Regions from separate parts of the Callithrix jacchus genome. Here region 2 is linked to region 1. The links are chromatin contacts, called in public Hi-C maps. All regions are on one chromosome and are shown on one strand. Each heading gives the region's core, a stretch centred on a gene start, on an enhancer-like site or on the middle of the called end of the contact. The rest is flanking DNA. Distances are from core to core; before and after follow the strand shown. Region 1 overlaps VMP1 (vacuole membrane protein 1). Region 2 overlaps TUBD1 (tubulin delta 1).

Evidence for each region. Hi-C and Micro-C count contacts between places; a contact is called where the count stands out from the background.
Region 2: a contact with region 1 is called in a Hi-C map of skeletal muscle, with 9 times the contacts expected there. The contact joins two enhancer-like sites. A contact is called at or near these places in 2 of 3 Hi-C or Micro-C datasets (induced pluripotent stem cells and skeletal muscle).

Annotation. Positions count from the first base shown.
Region 1 is chr5:94,330,132-94,336,789 of calJac240_pri, forward strand. All of the region lies in intron 5 of VMP1 (vacuole membrane protein 1), which reads left to right. Among named protein-coding and RNA genes, the nearest start is that of VMP1, 47 kb to the left of the region's middle. Within about 2 kb of position 2,675, at least 5 of the 16 cell types and tissues checked have an H3K27ac peak or open chromatin away from gene starts, as enhancers often do.
Region 2 is chr5:94,438,779-94,445,436 of calJac240_pri, forward strand. TUBD1 (tubulin delta 1) reads right to left here. Exons shown (of 9, transcript XM_035300688.3): 9 at 5,823-6,579. The coding sequence ends at 6,477. Among named protein-coding and RNA genes, the nearest start is that of TUBD1, 35 kb to the right of the region's middle. Within about 2 kb of position 2,738, at least 4 of the 16 cell types and tissues checked have an H3K27ac peak or open chromatin away from gene starts, as enhancers often do.

The DNA.
Region 1 (6,658 bases), core at 1,425-3,924:
TTATAAAAACAGCAGGCTGGATTTGGTCTGCAGTTTATAGCTTTTTAACCCCTGTTCTAACTCATTGAATGGCAATAGTATACCAGAAGAGACATATTGTGCCTGGAAACCTTAATGAGAGCTAGCTGTCTTCTAAGGATTCTTATATGGTGTCTGTGTATTTGGTTCATACATTTGCCAAATAAATACTATCATCTGTCTCTCCTTGATTAACATGATGCTTTAGAAAACAATATAGTTGTGCATAGGTTTGAGTTGTATTTAAAAAACCATTAAGAGGAAAGAAACCACTTTTTATGAAGAGAAGCAGAAGAATTTTTTCTAAACGAGCTGTCTGATGACAGCGAGATTTGTTTCCAGTTTCATGTAACCATTGGTATGCTCAATTCCTCTTAAATACCGGATTTTACAACATTGCAACATTTTGAGGAATAGGTAACTTGCAGATGAAGTTTAGATGTCATATGTAGGATGAACAGGTCTAAAGATCTAAGGTACCATAGTTGTAAAATTATAATGGATTAGGGATCTTTGTAAGGTAGAGTTTTAGCTGTTATTTTTTTAAAAGTAGCTATGTAAGATGATGGATATGCTTTATGATTAATTTGCTTTACTACAGTATAATCATTTTGTTGTCTACATGTATACTATAACATCATATTGTAAGCCTCAATTATGCCCAATAAAATTTATTTCTGAAATGTTTAGGCCAGGTTCAGTGGCTCACACCTGCATTCCCAGCACTTTGGGAGGCCAAGGCAGGAGGATCACTTGAGGCCAGAAGTTCAAGACCACACCAACCTGGGCAACCTAGTGGGACCTGGTCTCTACAAAAATATATTTTTTTAATTAGCCAGGTGTGGTGGCATGCTCCTGTACTCCCAGCTATTCAGGTGGAGCTTGAGGCTGAGGTTAGAGAATCGCTTGGACCAAGGAGGCTGTGATTGCGCCACTGCACTCTAGCCTGTGCAACAGAGTGAGACTCCGTCTCAAGAAAAAAAAAAGTTAGGTTGTACACAATTAGGAGAAGTGATTGGGTTATTTCAGCAGCCACCTTGTAATTATTTCCCACTAACAGAGAAATGTGATTCATAATTCTGTAAATAACCAGGTTAACAAAAATAGGAACTTTGGTACTTGAGTATGAGAAATGTATTCTGGACATGCTCCCTACATGCATGTACATTATTATGATTCATCAAGGTATAAGACAAGACGATTAAAGAGCCATTTGTAAACTCTATGTAACATTCAGGATTTATAAAGGCTGTTCTTTTTTTTCTTTTTTTTTTTGAGACAGAGTCTCACTCCGTCACCAGGCGCCAGGCTGGAGTGCAGTGGCGCAACCTTGGCTTACTGCAACCTCCGCCTCCCGGGTTCAAGCAATTCTCCTGCCTCAGCCTCTCCAGTAGCTGGGACTACAGGCACGCGCCACCACGCCCAGCTAATTTTTTTGTATCTTTACTGACGGGGTTTCACCATGTTGGCCAGGATGGTCTCGATCTCTTGACCTCGTGATCCACCCACCTCGGCCTCCCAAAGTGCTGGGAAGGGCTGTTCTTAATAATAACAAGGAGAGAAGTCCATCAGCTACAGTTTATTCTTTTATATAATGTGATGTATGTACAGCTTTTGACACTAGGTGGAGCAGTTTCCTGGCAAAAGGTTTCACAAAGCCCTGTACCCCTTTCAATCAAGCCCAACTTCTAGACAAAGAACTGTAAAGAAAAGAAAATCTATCAACAATCATTTTATAATTTTAAAAGATACCCAAATATTTGGCTCTGAGTAGAAGGCTGAGTATATTTTATGATTTTTCTGTTTGCCATATATTTTAACCATTGGATTTCCTCACAATTGAAGATTTAAGTAGGAGGGATTTTCTCATGTTTTAAGTGTTAGAGTTCTACTTTCACTTGAAAGTAGAAAAGTCGGGGAACTACTCATTTATATTGTAGAATAGATCAGGTTTTATTAGAAGCTGTAACATCAAGGTATTATCCTTTGAATGATATGTCAGCCATTTGTTTAATAGAACCATTTTTATAGAAAAAAATACCTGACTCTTTGTTATAAATTAAATATAAATAAAGTTGTGAGATATGTGCCCCTATGTAAGACTCAGCAGCCTGTTTCTGCTTTAAAGTTTGGGATTATTTCATTACTAAAAATTGTGTTAAAATTGTACATTTATCTCTAAGTACAGGTCAATGCACAAAGAAAAACAAAAAATATATACATTTTAAAAATCTGCCATCTCATACTCATGACACTGTCTGTATATGGCACCCTAAGGAAAAAGTGCTACACTTCTTTTTCTTTTTTACCTGTAGATGTCAAGGAATTTATTTTACACTTTTTAAAAAGCTGTTTTTTCCTTAGGTATAGACATTCTGATACTTTTTAACTGTTGACTGTTGCTGAAAGTAAATGTTATTTGGAAAACTACATTGATATGGGTTGAAATAAAATAGTGATATAGTTTCAGTAAGTGAAATATTGTAGTAGTTGTTAATACCATGAAGTGGAATCATTCTTTAAAAAAATGTTAACCAGCTTCTTCCCTATCAATTCAGCTTGACTTCTGAATATTGCTTTATTGTTCACTTGTCTATCCTCCTTTTAAGACAAAAAAAGGAAGGAATTGCCAGAAGTTAAGGCTCTGGTATGACTTGCTACCAGACCCTCATAACTATGGCTGTAAGTATGCAGTGACTCAGTGCTGTTTCAGGAAGACCAACAGACCCTTCTTAGAAAAAAATTTATTTGCCTTTTGTTTGATGAGGGCATGAAAGCTCTTCTCCCCATCATTCCCTAAGGAATGACTCATATATTAACTCTGCTGAGCATCACCACATCAAAAGAAGAAACCAAGGTCTTCAGGACATTCGGCTGGGTTTTTGCCAAGCAGAGGGGGTATGCACAGACTGGGTAATTTCCTGCCCTTAAGTTTATTAATGTGTGTGTAAATTGAAGCCAAGAAGATTTAGTTTAGCTTAAGTTTGTTGTCAGACATACATTTTAAACAATTTATACTAGCCCCACTTTTTTTTTTAACAGCTGTCTCATAAATAAATAGCCCATTTCACCTGAAACTTAAGTCAACTGTATGATCAAAAGTTGCTTGGGTCTAGAGAACAAAGGTGAAAATGCTTTGTGTGTGTGTGTGTGAGAGAGAGAGATGGTGACTCACTCTGTCGCCCAGGCTGGAGTACAATGACGCGACCTGGACTCCCTGCAACCTCCATCTCTTGGGTTCAAGCGATTCTCCTGCCTCAGCCTCCTGAATAGTTGGGATTACACGCCACCACACCTGGCTAAGTTTTTGTATTTTTAATAGACACAGGGTTTCACCATGTTGGCCAGGCTGGTCTTGAACGCCTGACCTAGAGTGATCCACCCACCTGGGCCTCCCAAAGTACTGGGATTATAAGCATGAGCCACCATGCCCAAGCAAACATGCCTTTTAACATGGATTAATTCAATATAATAAAAATAGTTTCAAAGGCAGAATTTATAACTTGGAGCATGAACTGATACTATACAGTTTATATTTATTTTGTTTTGGCCAGCAATTTTATACTTGTACTTTTTTAGTATAATCTCATATTTCTACCTATGACCTGGGTAACAGGCATTATTAGGTTTTGTGTTAAACAAAGGAGAGGAAGTAGAAGTTACTGACAGTAATTTACCAACAGATTTAGAAAACTGAAATCTACATTAATGCATGCCCAGGTTACTGCTTTTTCACAGTGTGTTTCTTTGGTTTTTGGTTTTGTTTTTTGTTTTTTGTTTTGAGACAGGGTCTTGTTCTGTTGCTCAGGCTGGAGTGCAGTGGCATGATCATAGCTCATTGCAACCTTGAACTACTGGACTCGAGTGATCATCCCATCTCAGCCTCCCAAGTAACTGGGACTACAGGGATATGCCACCACACTGGGCTAATATTTTTTCTTAGTAGAGATGGGATCTCACTGTGTTGTTCAGGCTGGTCTTGAACTCCTGGGCTCAAGTGATCCTCCTGCCTCGGCCTCTCTAAGTGTTAAGATTATAGGCATGAGACACTGTTCCCAGCCTGGACTGCATTTTGTGAAGAGAGACCAGAGGCATAACTTGGGACCTTCTTCACAAAAAGAATATAAACACTGGTTAAACTTGTCAGTGCCCATTGGGAATCGACATTTTATACTCTAGCCTTCTAGAATTATTTGCTGTAGACTATAACTGTGTTTTCTGACTCAAATGAGAAAAACAATGATTAAAAAAATTCTGAGAAGAATTCCTGTGTTTGCAAAAGGGTTTCTGAAGTCCTCTGAAAGAAAACAAAGGTTTTGCAAGTCATACAAACAACCATTTGTCATCTTTTTTTGTTTATTTATCACCCAGATATTCCTAATGAATCACATTCCAGACTAACCACTGACTGCTTTTGTTCCTTAGTGAAGAAGTGTGACAAATAAATGTTTTCCCAGTGAATCAGAACAGGATTCTTGATTTTATTACCTTTGCCCTAAACTTTCCAGACAAAACTAATTGGAAATTTTGCCTTTGGGATCTCACTTGACTTCTGTGTATAGATGATGGATTAGGCTATGAATTGACATTACAGATGTTGTGCAAACAACTCTAGTCTTTAGGAATGTTTTATCAGTTCTAAGGGAGCCGTCTAGAGTGGAAGAATGTCTGTCTCTTTTGTCTGCTTGTCTTCCTTAAAAATACTCATACACACACACAACACACATACTGTACTCTCAATGTGTTGTATTCTTCATCTTGGTTGATAAATATACTTGCCTAAATTAGGCTAATAATTAACTAATACGACCATTTTTAGGTCTTTCGTTTTTAAAAGATGTCTCTGTAAGAAAGGACCCTAAAGTAAACCCAACAGTATTCTGTCTGTGGTCTTTTGGATGGTATACTGTTTTTCTTGATAAAACATAGACATGAATATAACCTTTTCAGTCCTTTAAATGCTACAAAGTGTATGAAGAAGGTATAATTATAGTAAATCATGAGCTGCTATAGTATAAATCCAAAGAACTTGAAAAATTCAAAATCCAGAAAATTGTTTACTTACTTAAAAGTAAGCATCAGCGTGTATACTTGTTTATCATTTTACTAATATGATTTTTTCACAAATTAAAGTATGAATATATTATTCACCCCTTTCTTACTGTGACCCTAATTAGTGTTTGTGGTACAAGGATTTATTTCTCTGGGTTTACACAGATACTACATTATTGTCAGAAAACTACTTAAAGCTCTTCACTACCAGATGAGGATGGAGAGAGATATATATATGGTTTTATATAATTTTGCCCCTCTAGGACAATTTTTTTTTTTTTTGAGACAGTGTCTCATTCTGTTACCAGGCGCCAGGCTGGAGTACAGTGGCACAATCTGGGCTCACTGCAACCTTCACCTCCTGGGTTCAAGCAGTTCTCCTGCCTCAGCCTCCCAAGTAGCTGGGATTACAGGCGTGTGCCACCACGCCCAGCTAGTTTTTGTATTTTTAGTAGAGATGGGGTTTCACCATGTTGGCCAGGATGGTCTCAATCTCTTGACCTCGTGATCCACCCGCCTCGGCCTCCCAAAGTGCTGGGATTACAGGTGTGAGCCACTGTGCCCAGCTGACAATTTTTTTTTTTTAATTCTAAGTTTCTCTTAATTAGAAGAACTAGTAGTATATTATTATTCCTGAACTAGTAGTATATTATTATTCCTGAAGCTAGAGTAATAATTGATTACATAGAATTATCTCAGCTCGGTTTTTTCTGATCACTAAAACTCACGAAAGAATGTAAATCATGGAAATGTAACTTTTTAAGCTAAAAAGAGTTTTAAAAAGATAAAATATCTTTTTCCACAAATACCTACATCTGCTCTTATTAGAAATCTTACCCTTTGATCTAAGAACGATTTGCTGTCACCCAGACATACTCTTGCCTAGCCAAACACTACATCTTTTATCCTGGACCAGGCAAAATTATTCCATTACCAATCTTTGGAAAATATAATGTAATACTGCTCATCAGAGTAGATATATGGAACTTTGAAATGAAGCAAATCCAGATGTCCAATAAGTCATAAATAACAGAGCTATCTTGTTGATTTGACTTCATCTAGAATAACTATCCTGAGTTACCAAAAAAGACCTTTATTTGCAACTTTTTTATTTTTTAAGACAGTCTCATTCTGTCGCCCAGACTGGAGTGCAGTGACACAATCTCAGCTCACAGCAACTTTGACCTCCCAGACTCAAGCAGTCCTTTCATTCATTTCAGCCTCCCAAATAACAGGGATTACAGATGCACACCACCAGACCCAGCTTTTTTTTTTTTTTTTTTTTTTTTAAGAAATAGGGTCTTGCCATGTTGCCCAGGCTGGTCTCAAACTCCTGGGCTCCAGTGATTTTCCTGCCTCAGCCTTCCAAAGTGCTGAGAATACCGCCGTGAGCCACCCTGCCTGGCCTATTTGCCACTTTAAGAAATACTCCCTATATTGATGTTTACCTTGCCACAAGTCACATCCTTTAAATGCATTCAAACTCATTTTATAGCACAGCATATGGTCTGTCTTCACAAATGTTCCTTGTGTACTTGAATATATATTTGGCCCTTATTGGGTGGGATTTTCTATATTATTTAAGTCT
Region 2 (6,658 bases), core at 1,488-3,987, 110 kb after region 1:
GGGGCAGGGCTTAGGAGGAATCCTGGGCCTCGCACATTTCTCAGCCCAGTGGCCAGGTTTCTGACATGTGAAGCAAGGTCCAGGAGGGGCGGCCGGATGCGCTACAGTCTGGGTGCTTTGGAGTTTCTGTGAGCCGGTGGTGTGGCTGGGGTTTGTCTTATGGAAGAGGTAAGCATCTGTGGTTCTGAGATGTGCTGCCTCCGGGCAGATTTTTCCCTATTATTGAACACCTTGAAGGTGAAGTTGCTTAATTCCTGCTGTGGGGGTTGAGGATCAGATTTTAATTTCTGTACATTTTCATAATGTTGGGGTTGATTGGGTGATAAAATGCAAATTAAGCATTTTTTAGGGGTGAGAGTAGAAGTAAGGATGAAATTTAAGTTACTCCAGGTGAGATTATAGGACTGGGTTAAGTACTGGAGGATCTGATGAAAAGCAGCCTAACCAGTGGCCAGTATGGGAAAGGCTGGACAAGGAGAAAGGAATGTGCACCATGCCTTTGGCTCCAGCCGCCTCTGGAAGGGGGAATTGTTGGGGAGGGGCACGGGACTAAACTGTAAGCCTGGCTGAGTATGAGGTGGGGAGGTGTCAGGAGGGGCATAAGGAGGTGGGTTGTGGGCAGAGGAAGAGGAGGAAGGCTCTGGGGGTGGGGTTAGGTTCTGGATTGGGGTCTGGTTCAGACAGGCGGGGAGGAAAACCATTGGAAGGGTTGATGGACAAGGAAGATTCTGGCTTACCTCCGGAGGAAGGAGGGGCAGATGGAAGGGAAGAGAAGGAGTAGAGATTAGGGAGGGATTGGAGTGTAAAACAATGCCTGGACGTAGGGAATTTTAGACCATTTGCCTGTCTTGCAACAAAAATTGTCTAAATTTTGTAAAATAGAGAGGTTGAAAGTGCCATTTTTTGGCCAATTGGAGCCGTTGTTTGACTTGTATTGTGGCCATGCAGTGTTACAGAAGAAGGTGAGACGTTTGGGTTTTAGGTCAGGAGACAGTTGAGGAGGTTTGAGGTTTTTTAGAACACAGGCCAGCGGAGAGGAGGGAGGGATAGAGGACGGACGATTGCCCATGTTCTGGAAAGGCAGCAGAGACAAAAATAGGCACACAGCCCAGCCACTCAACAGGCGTCCCTAGTTGAGCCTGGGTTGAACCTTGTCGTTGGTGAGCTGTCAAAGAGAGCATCCTCTACATTGACCTGCCACAAATAGCGGCCATGAGCCTGGTGGGTGAGTGACTAGGGTGAATGTGTCTCCACGATAGTCAAACCCCTGGGGAAACTGGGTTCCCGGATCCGTGACCTACGTAGGATTTTCTGTTCATGAACCTCAAGAAGAACCTGGTTTACCTGATTTTCCTTGTCTTTGCGGTGGAAAAAGGACGAAACTGAAAGGCAGAGAAGTGGAAAGGAAAAGACAAAAGGATGGAAAAGCCAGAGAGACTGCTTACCAAAATAGCCGGTGGTGTGCGTCTGTGGGCTGGTCTGATGACCCCAGGTTGGCAGGCAGATCTCTTCATGGAGGGAGCACAAGAACAGGGATGGGGGTTTGGTCTTCCGTAGGAGTTCCCCCATCCCAGGTTTCCGGCACCAAATACTGAAAAACTCTCGCTTTGAATGACGAGACCTTCCAAACAGGCTTTGTGTGAGCAACATGGCTGTTTATTCACCTGGGTGCAGGTGGGCTAAGGCCGGAAAGGGCATTAGTAAAGGGCAGTGGGATAGGAATTGGTTTGATAGGTTTGGGTAGTTTTTTTGGGGGCCGGGGGTGTTGCAGAGTAAGTTCAGTTACAATGGCAGGGTTGAGTAAGAGCTATTTATATTATCATAAGAACAGTTGCCGGGCACGGTGGCACGTTCCTGTAGTCCCAGCTACTCAGGAGGCTGAGGTGGGAGGATCACTTGAGCCCCGGAGTTCTGGGCTATAGTGCGCTATGCCGATCGGATGTCCGCACTGTTTGGCATCAATATGGTGACCTCCCAGGAGCTGGAGACCACCAGGTTGCCTAAGGATGGGTGAACCGGCCCAGGTTGGAAACAGAGCAGGTCAAAACTCCTGTGCTGATCAGTAGTGAGATCGCACCTGTGAATAGCCACTGCACTCCAGCCTGGGCAACATAGCGAGACCCCATCTCTCAAAAAAAAAAAAAAAAAAAAGAACAGTTATGATGGCATGGTTGGGTGAGGGGCTTGTTCAGAGAAGCTCTGCTGGGCGATCAGGGACAATGGTGAACACAGGCAGGGGGTGGGAGACATCAGCCGAGGCAAGCAGGACTTCAGACTTTCAGGCTCCAGACTTGCATATGGAAACCTGACAGTGGTCAGTAGAATCACTGGTATGTGCACTGCAGAGCAGAGTTTATAGAGCCTATGGAGCTAGTGAAGAGACATTTCAACACTTGAGTCTAGCCCAGACCAGAGCTCTGAGTTCATTCTTTCTTGGACCACATTCTTTCCTAGAAAAAAATGTGAATATGCACACAGGCAAGATAACAAGCAATCATAAGGAAGCTAGAATTGTAGCACCAAACATCCAAAGCAGCTTCTTCATTCAGACAATGTAGCATTGATCCCTGTATCAGTAACATCTTCCTCAGTGCCTGGCACTGAATAGATGCTAGTTGAATGGATGAATTGGTTGATAATAGTGAATTGTTGGCATACTTACTGAGTTCTAAGTGATGGGTAAAATACAGGAGAAACATGTTGTAGATTGAATAGTAAGGGTGGATGGGAGAGGGGAGTTTTCGGGGAGGTCCCAGTGCTGGGAGGGGCAGATGCATGGGAAAAAACAGGTTCTACAGCTTAAGCTCTTGAGAAAAGCACAGATGGGGGGGGAGATAAGAGAGGAAAAGACCTTGACGATAAGAAAGTTTGCATTCATACTGTGCTCACTGTTCATTGGGGTGCATTCTGCTCTGCAGAATAATGTTTGACAAGATAATGTGCCAGTTACCCAGTAATCTAAGAAATCACATTTCCAAAGTTTTCTGGAGCTGTAAGCCCAGGAGCTAATGGAGCTAATGTTGTCCTGGCTGACTGGCCATTATCTCCACACAAATCAAAGTACATTTCCAATGCCACCCCATTTGGAAACTTTTGACCTCAGCCACTTGGTGTTAATTTTTAACTTAAAACCACAACTTTAAGAGCAAAAATTTTGTTATTCCAAATAGACAAGAAAAAATTATTTTTAATGTAAATGTTTTAACACAAGCTTAAAACTATTTAGGTATTGGCTGGGTGTGGTGGCTCACGCCTGTTAATCACAGCACTATGGGAGGCCAAGGCAGGTGGATGGCTTGAGCCCAGGAGTTTGAAACCAGCCTGGGCAACATGGGGAAACCTCGTCTCTACCAAAAATGCAAAACTTATCTGGGCATGGTGGTGCATACCTATAGTCCCAGTTATTAGTGAGGCTAAGGTGTGAGGATTTCTTGAGCCTGGGAGGTTGAGGCCGCAATGAGCTGAGCGTCACTGCACTCCAGCCTGGATGACAGAGTGAGACCCTGTCTCAAAAAAAAATTAAAAAAAGAAAAAGGCCAGGTATGGTGGCTCACGCCTGTAATCCCAGCACTTTGGGAGGCCAAGGTGGGCGGATCACGAGGTCAGGAGTTCAGGACCAGCCTGGTCAACATCGTGAAATCCCATCTACTAAAGTTACAAAAAATTAGCCAGGTGGGATGGCAGATGCTAGTAGCCTGTAGTCCCAGCTACTCGGGAGGTTGAGGCAGGAGAAATGCTTGAACCTGGGAGGTGGAGGGTGCAGTGAGCCGAGATTGTGCCATTGCACTCCAGCCTGGTTAACTGGGCGAGACTCCATCTCAAAAAAAGGAAAAAGAAAAAAAAATATGTAATATATATTTGATACATATGGTTACCCATACGTACCAAATAATGCAGTTGTGGATCATAAAAAAAAAAAGGGGTCAGATAGCGTAAGTAAATGGACCCAGAGCTCTGTCTAGTTGGGATTTACTTCTAATATTCACCTGCTAATGATTCCGTGAGTTGCCAAATTAGAAATATACTTGCCCCTATTGGTACCTCATGAATTTTCTCAAATATCAAATGACTTCAATTTATGACTTTCTTTCAAGTTAACTTCTAGCAAGTTTCCTCAGAATTGGATTAAACCCTAGTGAGACATTCAGTTACGGATCTTCATAAATGCTGGTTTAGTCTGGGAAATTGTTTCAGTCTGGATCTCTTCAATGCTTAAACAATTATTTTAACTTGTTTTGTAAAAATTATGATCTAATTATTTTTCAAGTATACTTGGGTTGACGAAATGCAGCAGTGGGGTGTGCCTTTTAGCAGCAGAACAAACCACTTTTTACATTCCTTAGAAATAAGATATGGTTAAGTATTTTAAATCATAGCAACAGTTGATAAGAAAAACAGCAAAAAGGTAATCATTTCCATATGGAAAGAAAAGGAAGAACCAGTGAAGCTGTGAACTGTCATTTTTCCATATAAAAGTCACTACTGGTAGATTTGGCAGAAAGGGCAAATGTTCCTATTTCTCATTTTTACATTTGTTAATACACTGCATGTGATGTGTTTTATGGAAATACAACATTCCCTTCAAACTCAGCTGTCAATTTCTAAGCATGTTTTGTCTTGGGTGAAACCAAATCTTGTGCGTCAATTTCATCAAGTAACCATATTTCCTTGGTGATAATTTTCTCAACTTATGAAAAATTTAGGTGAAAATTCCTACCCCTTTTATTGAAAAGCATATAACCATCATCCATACCAGCTGGATACCTATAAGTAATTTCATTCCTATTTTTTTTTTTCTTTTTTATGAGACAGAGTCTCATTCTGTCACCCAGGCTGGAGTGCAGAGGGATGATCTCAGCTCACTGCAGCCTTGACCTCCCAGGCTCACGTGATCTTCCCACCCAAATCTCCAGAATAGCTCAGACCACAAGTGTATGCCACCACAGACAACTAATTAAAAAAATTTGGGGGCCGGGCGCAGTGGCTCACGCCTATAATCCCAGCACTTTGGGAGGCCGAGGCGGGTGGATCATGAGGTCAACAGATCGAGACCATCCTGGTCAACAAGATGAAACCCCATCTCTACTAAAAATACAAAAATTAGCTGGGCATGGTGGTGCGCGCCTGTAGTCCCAGCTACTCTTGGGAGGCTGAGGCAGGAGAATTGCTTGAACCCAGGAGGCGGAGGTTGCAGTGAGCCGAGATCGTGCCATTGCACTCCAGTCTGGGTAACAACAGCAAGACTCCGTCTCAAAAAAAAAAAAAAATTTTTTTTTGTAGAGATGGGGGTCTTACTATGTTGCCCAGGCTGGTCTCAAATTCCTGGCCTCAAGTGGTCTTCCACCTTGCCCTCACAAAGTGGTGGGATTATAGGTGTGAGCCATTGCGCCCAGGCCATTATAAGTAATTTTTTTTTTTGAGACGGAGTTTCGCTGTTGTTACCAGACTGGAGTGCAATGGCACGATCTGGGCTCACTGCAACCTCCGCCTTCTGGGTTCAAGCAATTCTGCCTCAGCCTCCTGAATAGCTGGGACTACAGGCGCATGCCACCATGCCCAGCTAATTTTTTGTATCTTTAGTAGAGACGGCATTTCACCATTTTGACCAGGATGGTTTCGATCTCTTGACCTTGTGATCCGCCCACCTCAGCCTCCCAAAGTGCTGGGATTATAGGCGTGAGCCACCATTATAGGTAATTTTAAAGTAACAGTTGAATAAAACCAATTTCTGCTCTGGTGTTCCAAGATCCAAAACAAAATCTGACCCAATTTTTTCATGCCCAAAAAGTTTAAGAAAAGCACACGAAGTACACATTTACATATTTACTTTTGTACTTAAGCATAAGCATTTATTACCAAAATCCTCACATTTACTTTTAAATAGCTGCTTAGAGTAGAAACTCTTACCCTGTTACAGAATATTCAAAATACATGGTCATACTGTAGGATTTGACAACATCTCCCTCTTGTGGCTCAAAGCATTCATTTCAAGCATGAATATATTAAGTGCAGAATTATAATTCCTTAGCTTGAAATGATACTGTGACAATTTGGTTCATGCTTTGTGAGTTATTTTTGGAGTAAAGAGGCAAGATTCAGGAACATGTAGAAAAACAGAATATTCTATTTTCTTGGCTAGTTCCAGAGTCCCAACATCTTGGCAAAGTGTTTTCCCAAAGTTCTTTAATAAAGCACCATTTTTCATGCTAGTATATACAATGGAGTGTGAAAAATAAGACAATAAAGAATAAAGCACCATTTTTTTCTTACAGATGAAATACTAAGTGGATGTTTTCATTGAAAACATGCTATTCTCCATTTAAAAAGTTGTCTTCCTTTTCTGTGGGCATCGTATACAGAACAGACTCAGCATTCTACCTGGTTACTTTAACAGAATGGAACTTTGAAAACTTTACAGAGAAAATAGTACTGAAAATATTTTAGTCCGAAAATGATACTTTTCCCATTGCTCCAGATCAGAGGTTACAGTAACTGGCAATAACCTGCTCTAACAACGTGAAACTGTCTAAAAAGTCCTCTTCTTCAATTCCACATTTTGTGTACTGATGAATGTAGGCTCTGGCCAGGTGAAAAAGAAACACAGAAATTACAAAATAAAAAATGTCAGGCAAATGAGTAACTCTTAAACAATAAACAG